Linked DNA regions of Sus scrofa: region 2 is linked to region 1. Evidence: chromatin contacts called from public HiChIP or PLAC-seq data. All regions are on one chromosome and are shown on one strand. Each heading gives the region's core, a stretch centred on a gene start, on an enhancer-like site or on the middle of the called end of the contact. The rest is flanking DNA. Distances are from core to core; before and after follow the strand shown. Region 1 holds the start of KLLN (killin). Region 2 has its middle 98 kb from the start of PTEN.

What was found. HiChIP or PLAC-seq counts read pairs in DNA pulled down with a chosen protein or histone mark.
Region 2: an H3K27ac HiChIP or PLAC-seq map of alveolar macrophages shows a contact between it and region 1. The contact joins the enhancer-like site here to the promoter of KLLN in region 1. A contact is called at or near these places in 1 of 5 promoter capture datasets (liver), 6 of 47 Hi-C or Micro-C datasets (alveolar macrophages, blood, embryonic fibroblasts and 3 more) and 1 of 2 datasets of contacts at active chromatin or transcription factors (alveolar macrophages).

The regions. Positions count from the first base shown.
Region 1 is chr14:99,925,408-99,932,706 of Sscrofa11.1, forward strand. KLLN (killin) reads right to left here and starts at 3,480. Exons shown (of 3, transcript XM_021073704.1): 1 at 3,397-3,480; 2 at 2,839-3,027; 3 at 1-2,836. The coding sequence starts at 3,480. The coding sequence ends at 2,264. PTEN (phosphatase and tensin homolog) reads left to right here and starts at 4,649. Exons shown (of 9, transcript NM_001143696.1): 1 at 4,649-4,965. The coding sequence starts at 4,887.
Region 2 is chr14:100,024,114-100,031,412 of Sscrofa11.1, forward strand. No RefSeq gene overlaps it. Among named protein-coding and RNA genes, the nearest start is that of PTEN, 98 kb to the left of the region's middle. Within about 2 kb of position 4,083, at least 5 of the 83 cell types and tissues checked have an H3K27ac peak or open chromatin away from gene starts, as enhancers often do. A contact at or near this core is called in alveolar macrophages, where this site is marked.

The DNA.
Region 1 (7,299 bases), core at 2,230-4,729:
AAAAATTAAAGCCATTGATTTAGATCTCTATTTGAAAGGTCAGTGTGTGGGAGATGAGAAAGGCACTATAGCAATCAGAATGTTCAACAACGACATTTTAGCAGCAGGACCTACAAAGAGCACATAAACTATTTATATCACCCCCATCAAGTTGCTGGTCATTTCAATTATCAAAGAAAATAAGAAAGGAATTTTCTTTGGATACTCTTTGAGTGCAGTAACAAAACAGTTTTGGAATCAGCTGTTAGCAACTATAATTAAAGCTGGATTATCTTGTTCACTAATTGTTCTATATAGTTAGTCTCCCTGAAGCTTTATATAATTCTTTCTTTGTTACAAGCCTCTGTTTCTCTCTAGGACAATGTGAATCCAGACAGGTAAAGAACTGAAGTGTCTGGGAACCAATGTCCTGTAATATCTGTACAGCCAAGCAGATACTTGCAATTGAAAATGAAAAAAAAAATGTTTTTTAAACTTTCTATACAATAAATGGGGTCAGCTATTTAGAGGTTTCAGCTCTACCACCTGAGTAAAGAGATCTCTTGGGTAGGAGACAGTGAAGAAAAACAAAATTTGAAAAAAGGATTTCATACAGGAACCCACTTGACACTAGGAAACGGAGGACATTTTTATTCATTAACTTCTAATAACCACCTGATATTGCTGTAAGGCTGGCCAGTTATCTGCCAACATTGGTGGTCCTTTCACTCACCACTAGAGAGAAGTAGAGGGACTTGATGTTTAGAATAGCAGCAAAACTTATTTCCCATTTTCTTCCTTCAGCAGATTGAAGTGCTTGTAGTCCAGTCTCATAATCCAGCACTTTAATGCTGGTGATGCCCACCCTCTCTGCACCAGAGTAACTTGAGCCACGAGAATTGGAAAGGATTCTCTCTCCTCATGTCTAACTCCAACAGGGCAGGAATGAATCCATTTTCTTCCCAGGAAGTGGATTTCAGTTCTGAGACAGTATTAGTCTCAGATACTGTGAGACTAATCTTCACATAGGCGGGGCAGAGGGGTCTGGGCAAAGTAGGGCAGTGCTAATAACAGGAACTCTTGGGGACAAGATCAGTAACCTGAGAAAAAAACATGGGATGTTTTAACCCTCCCTAATCACTTCACTTCATTTAACTTTATCTTCATTTTCTCTTTCCTCCTTAAGCATTTGAACATAGCTCTCAGGTTCTTATCATTCAATCTCTTGGAACACCTAGAAATCAGGAAGTTCTTATTCTTGGTGATTTATAAAATAAAGAAATCTCTAGCTTACACTAGGCTGCATGGACAGGATTTTCATTTTCTTTCTTTCTTTTTTTTGCCATGCCCACAGCATGTGGAAGTTCCCAGGCCAGGGATCGAACCCATGCCACAGCAGCTGCAGTGACAACACTGGATCCTTAACCTGGTAAGCCACGGGAACTCCAAGATTTTCATCTTTGGAAACCAATTAGAGGCCTTTCTTCTACTCTTTCTAGGCTGCTCTCTATTTCTTTTTCCATTCGTGGCCTCTTCTTCCCCTAGGCTGACCAGGACCATACACAAAACCAGTCTCCAATAATTACCAACACTGAAGATTCAGCAGGTGGCTAACTCTTGAAGCGCTGTCTTAAAAGGAGGTTGCATGTAAATTTAAAGTTTTATGGAACCTCAGAGATCTCTAAGAATAGTGTAAATATCCCTGGTTTAATTAGTAGTCCTGGAATTAGGTAATGGTCTGTGGCTTCTAAACTAGCTCTCTTGGGGTTTCTAGTCTTCAGGGGCTGCCTGCAACTGTAATGTGCTCATATACCATATTCTTTCTCTTACACTGAATAAATCCTCTTTAGACCTTCCTAGGCACCTACTCAAAATTACAGCAATACAAATGCAAACTGATTCCATTCTCTCAGATCTAAAAGACTATTAGTACCTCAACCTATCAACTTAAATACTTTTGGACTCGAATTCTACTTGAATTCTACTTCCTAGGGGATAGAAAGAAGGAATTCTAGGTTGGTATTGCTGCCCACCCTCTCCAAACGAAGGTGGACAATTCACTTTGCAGCTGGTCAATGCGCTCTGGTTGTCAGCCTTTCTGAATCAGCTCCCTCACGGGATAGGTCTATCAGTCCCAAGTAAGCAGACTTGACAAGTTTGTTCTGGGCTGAAGGCCATTGACTAGGTTCTCCGACCAGATAAGTCACTTGGCTGAGTCTACAGTAGGTGGGGCACGCTCACCAGCTCAGAGGCAGTGACAAAGTTTGTTGCAACATCGTTAAATTCACGCAGCGGGCTGCTGCCCGGAGATACCCTTTTGCCCCAAGAATACAGTACCTGAAAGTTTCGCCCTAAGGGGTAGTGTACTAGCTCCAGACCCCCAGGGTTTGAGAAGTCGCGGTGCTAGGGAATCTAGAACGCGGAGTCTCAGTTTTCCGGCCTCTAGCTTGCTCTGGGGGTAGCAGGCGAAGGGTGCGACCAGTTTGGGAAGTCTCGCTCTAAGATTTGCAAGAATCAACGGCAGCGACCAAGGCGAGGGGAGGCGGGGGCACGTGCTTGGATGTGGGTGCTTGTGTAACCAGCTCCTCAGGCTCCAGTCCCGACAGCGCTTCAGCGGGAGGCTCGTCTGAACCTGTCTTTCCACCAAGACCCAGGAGGCTCTGGGGTCCCTCTGCTTCTGAAAGGCGGGAGCCCTCTGGGCAAAAGAAGCGAAACACTTGCCTCTGGAGTTATCAAATGGGAGTGGGAATTTGGAAAGTTCCCCAACTAGGATCACACGTGACCTCCCCCTGAAAGTAGTTCCGACTGTGGCCCGTATATCCCTCCACCTCTTTTTGAACCCTCCTCGGTCTCCTCGGCTCCGCCCACTCGCCGGGGCTGCAGCTTCCTACCGTCGCGTACTTCACTCTCCGGCCCAGCAACCCGAGTCTCCGCCCGGGTGGTGGAGCGCGGAACCGGGCCCCGGGGCGATCCAGCCAGCCAGGTTTTCACAGCGGCCCAAAAGGGGGCGGGGCGAGGAGTCTTTGGCTCAGTTCGACGCGGTGAACCCTACTGGAACCCCGAGGGGAGAGATGCTCTCTGCTCTCCAGGGGGCTGGGGTGCATCCCAGCGTCGGGTATCAGCTTTCATTTCACCTGGACATTTGTCCTTTGGGATCTAGAAATTCAGGGGCGATGTGTTCATATTCAGCACGCTCTGCTGGACCTTTCAATTTTAGGGCAAATGAACCAGGTTGCCGGGGAAGCGGGAGGTGGGGCGATGCAAGGGAGCCGGATGAGGTGATACACACTAGAGACACAATAGGGGATTCTTTGTATTAAGACTGACACCTTGAGGACACGGGTGGGGGTGGGGGATAGGTGGATTTTTTGGCAGAGGCTGCTGCAGTCAAATCCCTGCGAACGATTGTGATCCGACAGCGGTGCAAAAGGACGGGGGGTTGCAGGCCGTGCCAGGGAAATCTGGGGGCAAGGGGAGAGGTGTCCTCGCTGTAGGGACCATCCTTGCGCTTCCCGGTACACTACCAGCGCAGTCACCTGGTCTTTCCCACCTGTGCACAGGTAACCTCAGACTCGCGTCAGTGACACTGCTCAAAGAACCTGCCTCAGCCTTCACCTTAACCCCCCTGTCTCGCTCGCAACAGCCTATTCTGCCTCGGGTTGCGTTGCTGGGCACAGGCTATGGTTCAGCTCGTCCCCCCACCCTGCGTTGCTGCAGAAGCAGCCGCAGCAAGTGCAGCTTCAGGAGGGGGCCTCGGAACAAGCCCGAGCGAGCCCCGGGCAGTCATACTGGGCATGCTCAGTGGCGCCAGCAGGTTGGGGACTCGGCGCTCGCACCAGAGCTGCCGCTTCTGCCCCCTCCCTAAAACCCCAGCCCTGCCCTGCGCGTCTCTCCCCTGGCGCGGTCCGGCCCGCCTCCCGCCTCCCGCCTCCCCTCGGGCTCCCAGGCGCCCCTGCCCCTAGCGCGGCGGCGGAGGGGGCGGGCAGGCTGGCGGGCGGTGATGTGGCGGGACTCTTTGTGCACTGCGGCAGGATACCCGTTCGGAGCCGGGACGCGGCTGCGCTCAGTTCTCTCCTCTCGGAAGCTGCAGCCATGATGGAAGTTTGAGAGTTGGGCCGCTGTGAGGCGAGACCGGGCTCAGGCGAAGGAGATGAGAGACGGCGGCGGCCGCGGCCCAGAGCCCCTCTCAACGCCTGTGAGCAGCCGCGGGGGCAGCGCCCTCGGGGAGCCGGCCGGCCGGCGGCGGCGGCAGCGGCGGCGTTTCTCGCCTCCTCTTCGTCCTCTTTTCTAACCGTGCAGCCTCTTCCTCGGCTTCTTCTGAAAGGGACGGTGGAAGCCGTGGGCTCGGGCGGGAGCCGGCTGAGGAGCGGCGGCGGCACCTCCCGCTCCTGGAGCGGGGGGGAGAAGCGGCGGCGGCGGCGGCGGCGGCGGCTGCAGCTCCGGGGAGGGGGTCGGAGTCGCCTGTCATCATTTCCAGGGCTGGGAACGCCGGAGAGTTGGTCTCTCCCCTCTTACTGCCTCCAACACGGCGGCGGCGGCGGCGGCACATCCAGGGACCCGGGCCGGTTTTAAACCTCCCCTCCGCCGCCGCCGCACCCCCCCTGGCCCGGGCTCCAGAGGCCGCCGGAGGAGGCAGCCTTTCCGAGGATTATTCGTCTTCTCCCCATTCCGCTGCCGCCGCTGCCAGATCTCTGGCTGCTGAGGAGAAGCAGGCCCAGTCGCTGCAACCATCCAGCAGCCGCCGCAGCAGCCATTACCCGGCTGCGGTCCAGAGCCAAGCGGCAGCAGAGCGAGGGGCATCAGCTACCGCCAAGTCCAGAGCCATTTCCATCCTGCAGAAGAAGCCCCGCCACCAGCAGCTTCTGCCATCTCTCTCCTCCTTTTTCTTCAGCCACAGACTCCCAGACATGACAGCCATCATCAAAGAGATCGTTAGCAGAAACAAAAGGAGATATCAAGAGGATGGATTCGACTTAGACTTGACCTGTATCCATTTCTGTGGCTGCTGCTCCTCTTTGCTTTTCTGTCACTCGCTCTTATAACGTGGGAGTAGACGGATGCGAAAAATGTCCATAGTTTGGGTGACTATAACATTTAACCCTAATCAGATTTCTAGATCATGTATATTTTGTGCTGCTTTTGAATGCATTCAGCCTAGGGTGTGTTCATCTAGACAGAACTCTTGCTTGGTTGCAAGTGTCAAGGCGCCCATGGGTTTCTTAGTCTGTCTACGGGGTCTCTTCCTAAGGGCTATTGTCCGTTAATACAGAATACAGTACAGTGTTAGTGGATTAGTGAGCTCGGTAATCCGGTCTATTAAATGAACAGAAAAGTAGATGCTTTGAGGTTGAGCATATTTCGATTAAATCTTGGCTTTAGGCCCTAGATCAAGGGTATAGATCAGATTAAAATGAAAATTAGTGTTGCACGTACGCATATTGCATCAGAATCTTGCAGTGATTGTTTTGAGTTTCCTGGGTTGCATTGATAGATTCTTTTAAAATGTGAGTTGTGAACTGATTTGCATAACTTTAGAGAGAATCATTTTAGCATATATGGTGCTCATTTGAAGGCAAAAGTAGGTTTGTGTGTTAAAACAAAGTTAATTACAACTTTGAACTGCATGTGGAAGTTTTGTAGCTTGAAATCAATAGTGCCGTGGTATATCTCATAAATCGTTCTTATTAGATCTTTGTTAAATTTGCTCCCCTCCCCCCATTGGGGTGATATGGGATAGGATATGAAATTTGCAATTCAGTAGCATTTTATATTCAGTGCTCTTGTGACAAGTAGTAGAATGGAGATTGAGTGGTTTTTGATCCCAGATGATAAGGTTGTATAGGTTGAAGGGTATAGTGTGTAGCAAATGGTGATTGCAGAGATTAAACTTCAGTTTCACTTGAAATTTAAGTATTATTGTGATGCCAGAATTGCTGCTCACCTTATTTAGGTATCATGTCCTCTGACACCTTTGGGTATCCGTTAATCTTACTCTGACTTGTGTAGAATGTCAAGTACAATTTATCAGCTAATAATCAGACTGGCAAGAGTGGATTACTCCAGCTTCAGATTGTAGGTGTGTTCCGCTTTTTCCATACGGTGTCTTAAATTTACTGAGTCAGCTTGTTGAATAAGATAGAAACCCAAGAATTTCAATAGTGTATAGTATTGGTTGTCTAACAGGCCCTTGTACTTCAAAAGATGCTGGTTATCAAAAGGCATTAATCTTTGCAGTTTCAGGTATAATAAGCTGGCTTTGATCAAGGATGGGAATGGAGCCCTTTTTTGCAGAATGAAAAGTATCAGAAATTGAGAGTTACGAAAGGCCAGTGTATAGACATGAGACAGGATTAAGTTACTGGTCTGAGGTGACTGAAGCATTTTTTTAAGCCTCTATTAAGATAAGAAATTTGGTGGTATGAATTTTACTAGTTGACAATATTTAGTTAAAACTATGTAGTTTTATAAGTGTTAATATTCTTTAATAAAAGTGGTTTCTTAGCAACTGTCAGTAAACATCTCTCCTAAAGGTAAAGTGAGACTAAAGTGTTTATATATGTACAGCTAAAAATTGTGGGGGAGTTTTTTTGAATCAAACGTTGTATATCTGGAGAGATTTTATTCCTTCGGGTTATGTATGTGCACATAGTGTGCACAGCTAATTTACTCGAAGTATTTGTTTTGAAATGAAGATAAAATTACTGAAGAAATAGCTTTACCACGCACACAAGGTAACCGTTTTCTGTTAAGTTAAAAAAGAATGTTTAAAAAGAATATTTGGAAATTTTAAAGTTGCATTAATTGAAAACTTTACTGAGACTGAACTTGACCCGCTTACCCAGAAGTTAATTACGGAAAAACTCTTCTGATTTGTAACTTACTTCAAAAATAGTCTACTGTTGGCGTAAACTGACAGTCATCTGAATATATAGGAACACATTAATTAACTGTTTAACTTTTTAAAATAAGCCTCCATTCAAAAAATTTTCCAGAATGCTGTTTATTAGATTGTTTTTAATATTCACAGTATGTTTATGCTACTTTTGCTATACCCATTTGATTTAAACGTATCAGAGTTATAAGACTAACATTTTCCTACCAGATTCTTATATATGAGCAGTAAGTTGATTGGCCATTTCTCCTCTGATTTCAGAAAATGTGTGCCTCTATGTCTGAAATTTATGACTTATAACTTTCTCTAAAACTGTCCTCTTAGTTATGGTATGCATAGAAAGCAGTATCATATATTGCATCAAATGACTAATAACATTTAGTTTCTAGAGTTGTGGTTTTATTGAGCCAAATGATGATATATATAAA
Region 2 (7,299 bases), core at 2,833-5,332, 99 kb after region 1:
ACCGGCAGCATCAAATGTTTCAGCTTTAAAAAATAAAAGTAGGGTACAAGTTACTGTTTAGTTCTAGAAAATTTGTGCAATATGTTCATAACGATGGCTGTGGTTGCCACAAAGTGCCTCGTTTACCTTTAAATACTGTTAATGTGTCATGCATGCAGATGGAAGGGGTGGAACTGTGCACTAAAGTGGGGGCTTTAACTGCAGTGTTTGGCAGAGTTGCCTTCTACCCTGCCAGTTCAAAAGTTCAATCTGTTTTCATATAAAATATATATGCTAAAAAATTTCAGTCTGTTAAACAGCCTTACTCTCAGCCTCTTCAGATACTCTTGTGCTGTGCAGCAGTGGCTCTGTGTGTAAATGCTATGCACTGAGGATACACAAAATATGATGTGTACAGGATAATGCCTCATACCAATCAGATGTCCATTTGTTATTGTGTTTGTTAACAACCCTTTATCTCTTAGTGTTATAAACTCCACTTAAAACTGATTAAAGTCTCATTCTTGTCATTGTGTGGGTGTTTTATTAAATGAGAATATTTATAATTTAAATTGCTTAGATTCATTGACATTTTAAATAATGGGCAGCCAAGTGCGATTAGTAAGTTTTCTGTAAGGTTTTTTTTTTTTTTTTCCTGCTGTCCTTCAAAGACTATAATTATATAAAAATATGAGCCCTTCTCAGTTTGGGAGTAGAATATCAGTCTACTCATGTTTGAGAGAGGCACTTAACTCTTTTAGGGCCTTGGTCAACACTAATAAATTGCTTCTAGCACATTAAATACTATGCTAATCCTTAAAAAGTTCATGATCCTTGAAAAATTGTGCATATATATATATATATATTTTTTTTTTCTTTTCTAAGTCAGATGTCTGAAGATAATTCCCAAGAATGGATTCGGTATCTCCAATTTCAGTTTTGTGGCTTTTCCATTCTATATGATTCTATGGTATCCCATCAACATAAGGAAAAGTTCATCTCTTCAGTGTGACTTGTGCAGTTTAAAAATTGATATTCCAGGATAGTCTTACAGACTTTGTGTACTTGAACTTAAGCTTGTTATTTCTAATATTCTTAAAAGCTTAAAGACTAAGGCATATCCTGTCAACAAAGCATTGTTTAAGGTAATAAGTGAAAGTGTAGCTTGTACAAATGTTTTGAAAATAAAGCAGATCATTTATGTAATAGAATTTAATGTTATTTCAAGTTTACATTTTCTCCATGTGACTTTTTAAAAGTAAATGTGAACAATATAAAGAAGTATGAAAATTGTGTGTACACACATTTTTTCTTTTTAGGTATCTTAAGTATGATTGAAAACTATACTGGAGTTTAAGATTATCCTGATTTATAGGATGATCTTGGTGATGTCTGAAAAATAGGAATTTACTGAAAATTTTGTTTTCATTGCATGTTCTCACTACACTTAATTTGAGCTGCCTTGGTTAAGTGAATGCCATCACCATTTCCACTGAGAATTTTAAAATCACCAGTGTTTAACATGCAGGCTTCCAAAGGCTTACGAAAAAAATCAAGACCCTTTAATTAATTTGCTGCTAATGTGAAACTCTTTTTATTCTTTTATTCTTTCCAGATAATTAGCCACAGATTTAAAACTTAGTCTTAAATGGCCTAAGTTTTGGTTAGCAGTGCCAATACTAGTGCAGAAGAAATATCTGAGTAATAAATACTCGGTCCAAACTGGCATGAGGACAGTACCTAAAAAACTAGCAAAAGAGACAATAGAGAAAAATATTTTAAAATTTATAAAGATGAGCTGTTAGAGACTGATTTTCCTATAGAATTATGTAACTATAAGAAGCCTAATGATTAAATTGCTTATCAGCTGTTTTTAATTTTAGAGCAATCTATTCTTTTATGACCATGATCTTGCTATTTTTCCAGCTTTTAAAAGATCTTCCTTACGAGTATATCAGAGTGTATGTAGCCACTCTGACAAATTTATATTTGTTGGTAGCTTTAAACGTTTGTAATGTGAAGTCAGTGAAGAACAAAATAGTTTCCTTGGTGGTGATAACCTTTGGTTCTTAAGTTAGCTATTTTGAGAATACTTTTCCACAGCAACAACAAGAAATCATCATTCATAATCCCACTACCTGGAAACATAGCCATTATTAATACTCTAGTGATTATACACATATTTTGTTTGAATATTCATGTGTATGTTTTCTTTAAGAAATGAATTCTGTACTGTGCATCCTCTCAAAGCCTTTAAGCTTAGTACTTCCATCATGGATTTGTAGAATGTTAAATTATATCAGAAAATGAACAGTGGTTGGATTCTAATGCTACAGGTGCAGACTATGTGCAGCTATTAAGAGCCCTTTCCAAATCAGTGGATCAATCATGGACATTTAAATATTGTTGGCGTCAGAATGGTACATGTCTAAGTAAATAGAACAGTTACATTCATTTAGTATAGACAGGCTTAACGTAGCTGTTTCTCTTCAAAAACCATTTCAAACATTTGCATTTTGGAGTTATGTGTTAAGCAGAATGTGTTAAACACTATGTTGGTGGTTAATTTTATCATCACCTTTCTGTTTCCCCTTATAGGTTGGAAAAGGATGAGCTTTTCACTTTTTAGGATTCCCGAACAGTGGCTCAATTTAAAGCGAATTAGTTTAACACTTGCAAAAAAGAAAAAAAGCTACTGCTGGTTTATCACTTTAAATCTGTGTACTCATGAGACTTACATCAAAAAACTATTTCATGAATGGTTTGCCTTTGGCTCTGGAACTTAATCATGTATAGTATAATGGTGTGCTTAGAACCTACAACTCTTGACAGTTACTTGAGAATTGGAAAAAAAAATTGGAGGACAGTACATATAAACAAATGTATTGATATTTTAAGAACATTTTTACCTATATGAGTGAAGTCAACTGCCATCTTTGAGCATTACCACATTTTAAAATAAAGCTGCATATTTTTTAATGAAGTGTTTAAGAAGGATTTATATTTTTCATTTTTTAATTAAAATTTATATCACCTTTGTTGCATGTGGATTCTCACTGTGCTTAAAATGGTTAGAGATTTTGTTTGTGTTGGAGTGAAGTAAGGCTTGTAGTTCTGGCTCTAGTGTTTCAGTTTTGTCAAATCTGTTTACTGTAGTAAAATTCTTCAAACTGGTTTCTGTAGCTTATCAAACTCTAGCTTTTGTTTTATGTATATTTTTAGGATTTTCTGCTTACTCTCTATAGTTGTCTAAATGATATCCCACATTTACAAATGCCCTTTCAGTTTCTATTTTCTTTTTCCATTGTAATGCCCTAATGGGCCGTTTATAAGTGTGTGCACACACATCTGTGTGTGTAGGGAGGTTGTGGGTGTGTGGGTGAATTAGATGTTTGAAAGTGCTAGACTCCAATTATAGAGATTAAATAGCTGAATTTAGGCAAACAGTTCTCAGTGGAGTATTATAACTCATTATAATGAAAATAATGTTAGCCCTGGATGACCTTTGACTACAGTAATGAATCTTGCATATTAATGAATTTGTTGGTAGCATCTTGCTGTGTGCATTAATGGGTTATTTTCTAAGTTGCACATTTAACCAAAGTTGATATATTGGAAATGTTTATATCACATACCATTTGGCTACTGATGGACGTAAAAAATAGAAATGCTTTCCTATGGAGAGTATTTCTTCCTTAAAAAATTAAAGAAGTTAATTATTTTTAATAACTGATTTTAAACTTTGACAATTATTTATCACATCCCTGCTTTATATAACAGATGTTTGGAATATATTAGAGATCAAAACGACACCCTCTCTTGCTTTTGAGGAGTTTCCACTCTGGTAGAGGAAATAGACTTCATTAAAATAATTATATGTGATATTATGATAACTAAATATTCCATATGCTCTGCTAAATTCCACCCCCTTGAGGTTAGATGGGCCACTGTAACTAGTTTGTTCCAATGAAATAGGAGTGAAAGTGATGTGACACTTCCAAGGAACGACATTGAAAATAAAATCCATTGTACAATCTTTCAGCTTCTCTCTACTACAGTGACCGAGGACATGACATGTTCCAAATGGTGCAACTCTGTCAGCCTGGATCTTGAAGTACTCTATGAAGCAGAACTTCCTCAAATTCTCCAACATCAAATGTGTTCGATATTAACATAAGCAAGAAACAAGATATTAATTTACACTGAGATTTGGGGACAATTTTTTACCGTAGCGTAATTAATTATATTATGACTAATGCTTTGGAAGGGTCAGGGAAGGCTTTCTTGAGCAAGGAAGAGGAAGTTGAGAATGAAGCAAAACGCAAAGTGACACTTTAAAACATGATGCAATAAAACTGAATTGTGAGTCACCCAATAGTTACTGAACACTTAATATGAGTCAAGCACTGTTCTAGGTACTTGGGATACAAATGGATGAACAATAGATGCCCATCTTCATGGATCTTACATTCTAACGAGGGATAATAAACATACCATATATAAGTTAATAAGTGCTGTGTGGGGAAAATGTGGAGTCGGTAAAGAAGACCAGGTATGCAGAAATAGAGAGATTGCAGCATTGAATAGGTTAAGTCCAGAATAGGTCTCACCGGGAAGCTGAGAATTTAACAGAGCCCTGAAATAGTAGTTAGAATTTTTCATGCTTTTAATCAACAAGATGCACTCATCCTCTGTAAAAATTTATTCTGGCCTTGTACAACTACATTCTAAGTTTTTAAGATTATTATTTGGTATATCTAGGGAGAATTTTTATAAAGACTACCACTCAAAATAGTCATAATGTTCTGAGTTATTTTGTTTTCTAAATTGGTTTGGCAAAATTTATGTAAACAATCCATTTCTCTCTATTCTCAGTTGAGTTCATTTAAAATTCTTTTTACGATCTTACTAAATGTGTGTGTGCATTTTAGAAATATTTGCTATCACTTTCCAGTAGAAGTTAAAAGTTCTGTTATGGCCTTAAATACTTCTGTAAAGCTAAAAGGAAATGTCACTTATGATATATTAATGGGAAACAAGTTGTAAATTTTCAGTTACACAAAAAGCAAAATTGAAATTTATGGCCTAGTGCTATATATTCTTAACACATAAGCAAAAACCTCTGGAAATTTGTAAATATCTAAAGGTAAAAGATGTTTTTTCACAAAGAGGGACCCCCCCCCCGCCCCCGCTTCTATCCCTTTTCGAGATCCAAGAAGTTTAACTTTGTGATTGAGGAAAAATGGCATATTTAAATTAATTTGATATGGTAGAAATTTGCAATGATACATATAATTGGACATAAAATGCTGAAAGAAAATGCTATTAGCTTTTCTTTTTAAAAAAATAGGATTTTAAAAGGTGTTTTTAAAGACATTTCCTTGGCAGTTTTTCATTGTTTTTACCTGAGTCTAAGGCTTTTTTTAAAAAATACATTTTACTTGGCTTTAGAAGAATTTGAGGTATCTGAATGGGTTTCCCCGATATGAGAAAAGAATGTCAAGTAAATTTTGAAAAAACAATACTGCATATATCCATTGATCTTGGCCTAAGGGTTAAACTTCACATACTGGGAATATCTCCTGAACCTACCTCATTGGAATTCAAAAGTCCCTACATTCCAATAGTATTGTGAATTTCTCTTTTAAACATTGATAAGTAAACCTCCAACCTAATTTTCAAGGATATAAGCCACGTTTTTACTGTGATGTTTACTCTTCTTGAGATATCTGAATTTAAATTTTGGGTAAATTTAGTTATATTTTTCTATTTATATGTATATGTAAATGTGACCTGAAGATATTGTGAAACACTAAAATATCTAAGAACATTCACTGTGATAATACTATTTATGCTTATGTTTATTCTTCCTTTTCTAATTATAATCATGTTTTTGAAATTAGAGATTTCCTGGTATTCTAATCCTTGTTGTCTATAAGGAAGAAAAATGTATTTAAATTGCACAGATGTGGAGTTCCCGTCGTGGCGCAGTGGTTAACGAATCCAACTAGGAACCATGAGGTTTTGGGTTCAATCCCTGGCCTTGCTCAGTGTGTTAAGGATCCGGCGTTGCCATGAGCTGTGGTGTAGGTCACAGACGCGGCTCAGATCCCGTGTTGCTGTGGCTCTGGCATAGGCCGGCAGCTACAGCTCTGATTCGACCCCTAGCCTGGGAACCTTCATAGGCCTCAGGAGCGGCCCTAGAAAAGGCAAAAAGACAAAAAAATAAAAATAAAATAAATTGCACCGATGTGAAAATTAACAAACTTCTTAGGTTTATTTGGTATTTCCATGAAGATATCTTTGTCAGGAAAGTCTAACATTTTACATAGTTATCCTCAACAAGGGAACTACAAATGTTCTTTAAGTAATTAGCTATCTAATACTTTTTTTCCTGTGTACAGCCATCACGATTCGTGGGTTTGTTATTATTATTGCTATATATTAAATGAATGTTTGAAAAGGAAAATAAGTTTTAGTCTTTGGTAAAGGGTTAGGCATATGGTAAAATTTCCCTTTTGCCAGACTCAAGAGACATCATTTAATGTTTAGCTGTCCTTGGAGAAGACTGAAGCCATTGTTTCTATAAAAACTCCAGTAAGGTTAAAACAAAAATATCACTATGAACATGATTGACTGAGGTAGATTTTTGACTGGGAATTAGTTGAAGACCTCAAGCAACTTGAACCTTTCTCAAGAAAATTAAACATAGTTCCACCTCAGAAAACCTGAAGACACATAAATAAAACTCATGAGAATTCTGTGATAAGTCAGCTACCTAGAAATCAAAATAAAAGAGCCCAGAAAAAAGAGAGGAAGCCAAAGTAAGAAAAGAAGGGAAAGCAGTAAGAAAAGCATAGGGAAGCTCAAATTAACTCAGTACTGGAAAGCTGGTTCAGAGATAGGAAAATATTATTTTGACCCTGCAGTATATGCCAGACACTGTGGTAAGTATTTTACATGCTTTACACACCCTTCAAGTTTAGGTAGTTGTATCTTATTTTCTGCACAAAAACAAAGTCAGAGGACTTAAATTTCTCAGGTGTAACAACTGGTAAGCAGAACTGGTTTGGAACAAGGCAGTCTGCTACCTGTTAAACAGAATCAAATTCACAAAGTGAACAAAACCCCAGACCCTAAACAGCAAATGGACAATGGGGTCATGCCAATATTTTTTATTACTGACAGAAGAAAAGCAAACTTCAGTACAAGGTATACCTCCTGCAAAATGAATGGCAAATAGAAATATTTAATAGTTATTTGAGCCATAAGAGAGAAAGCAATTCTATGAATCTTGCATAGTTCTTGACAGGTAAGATG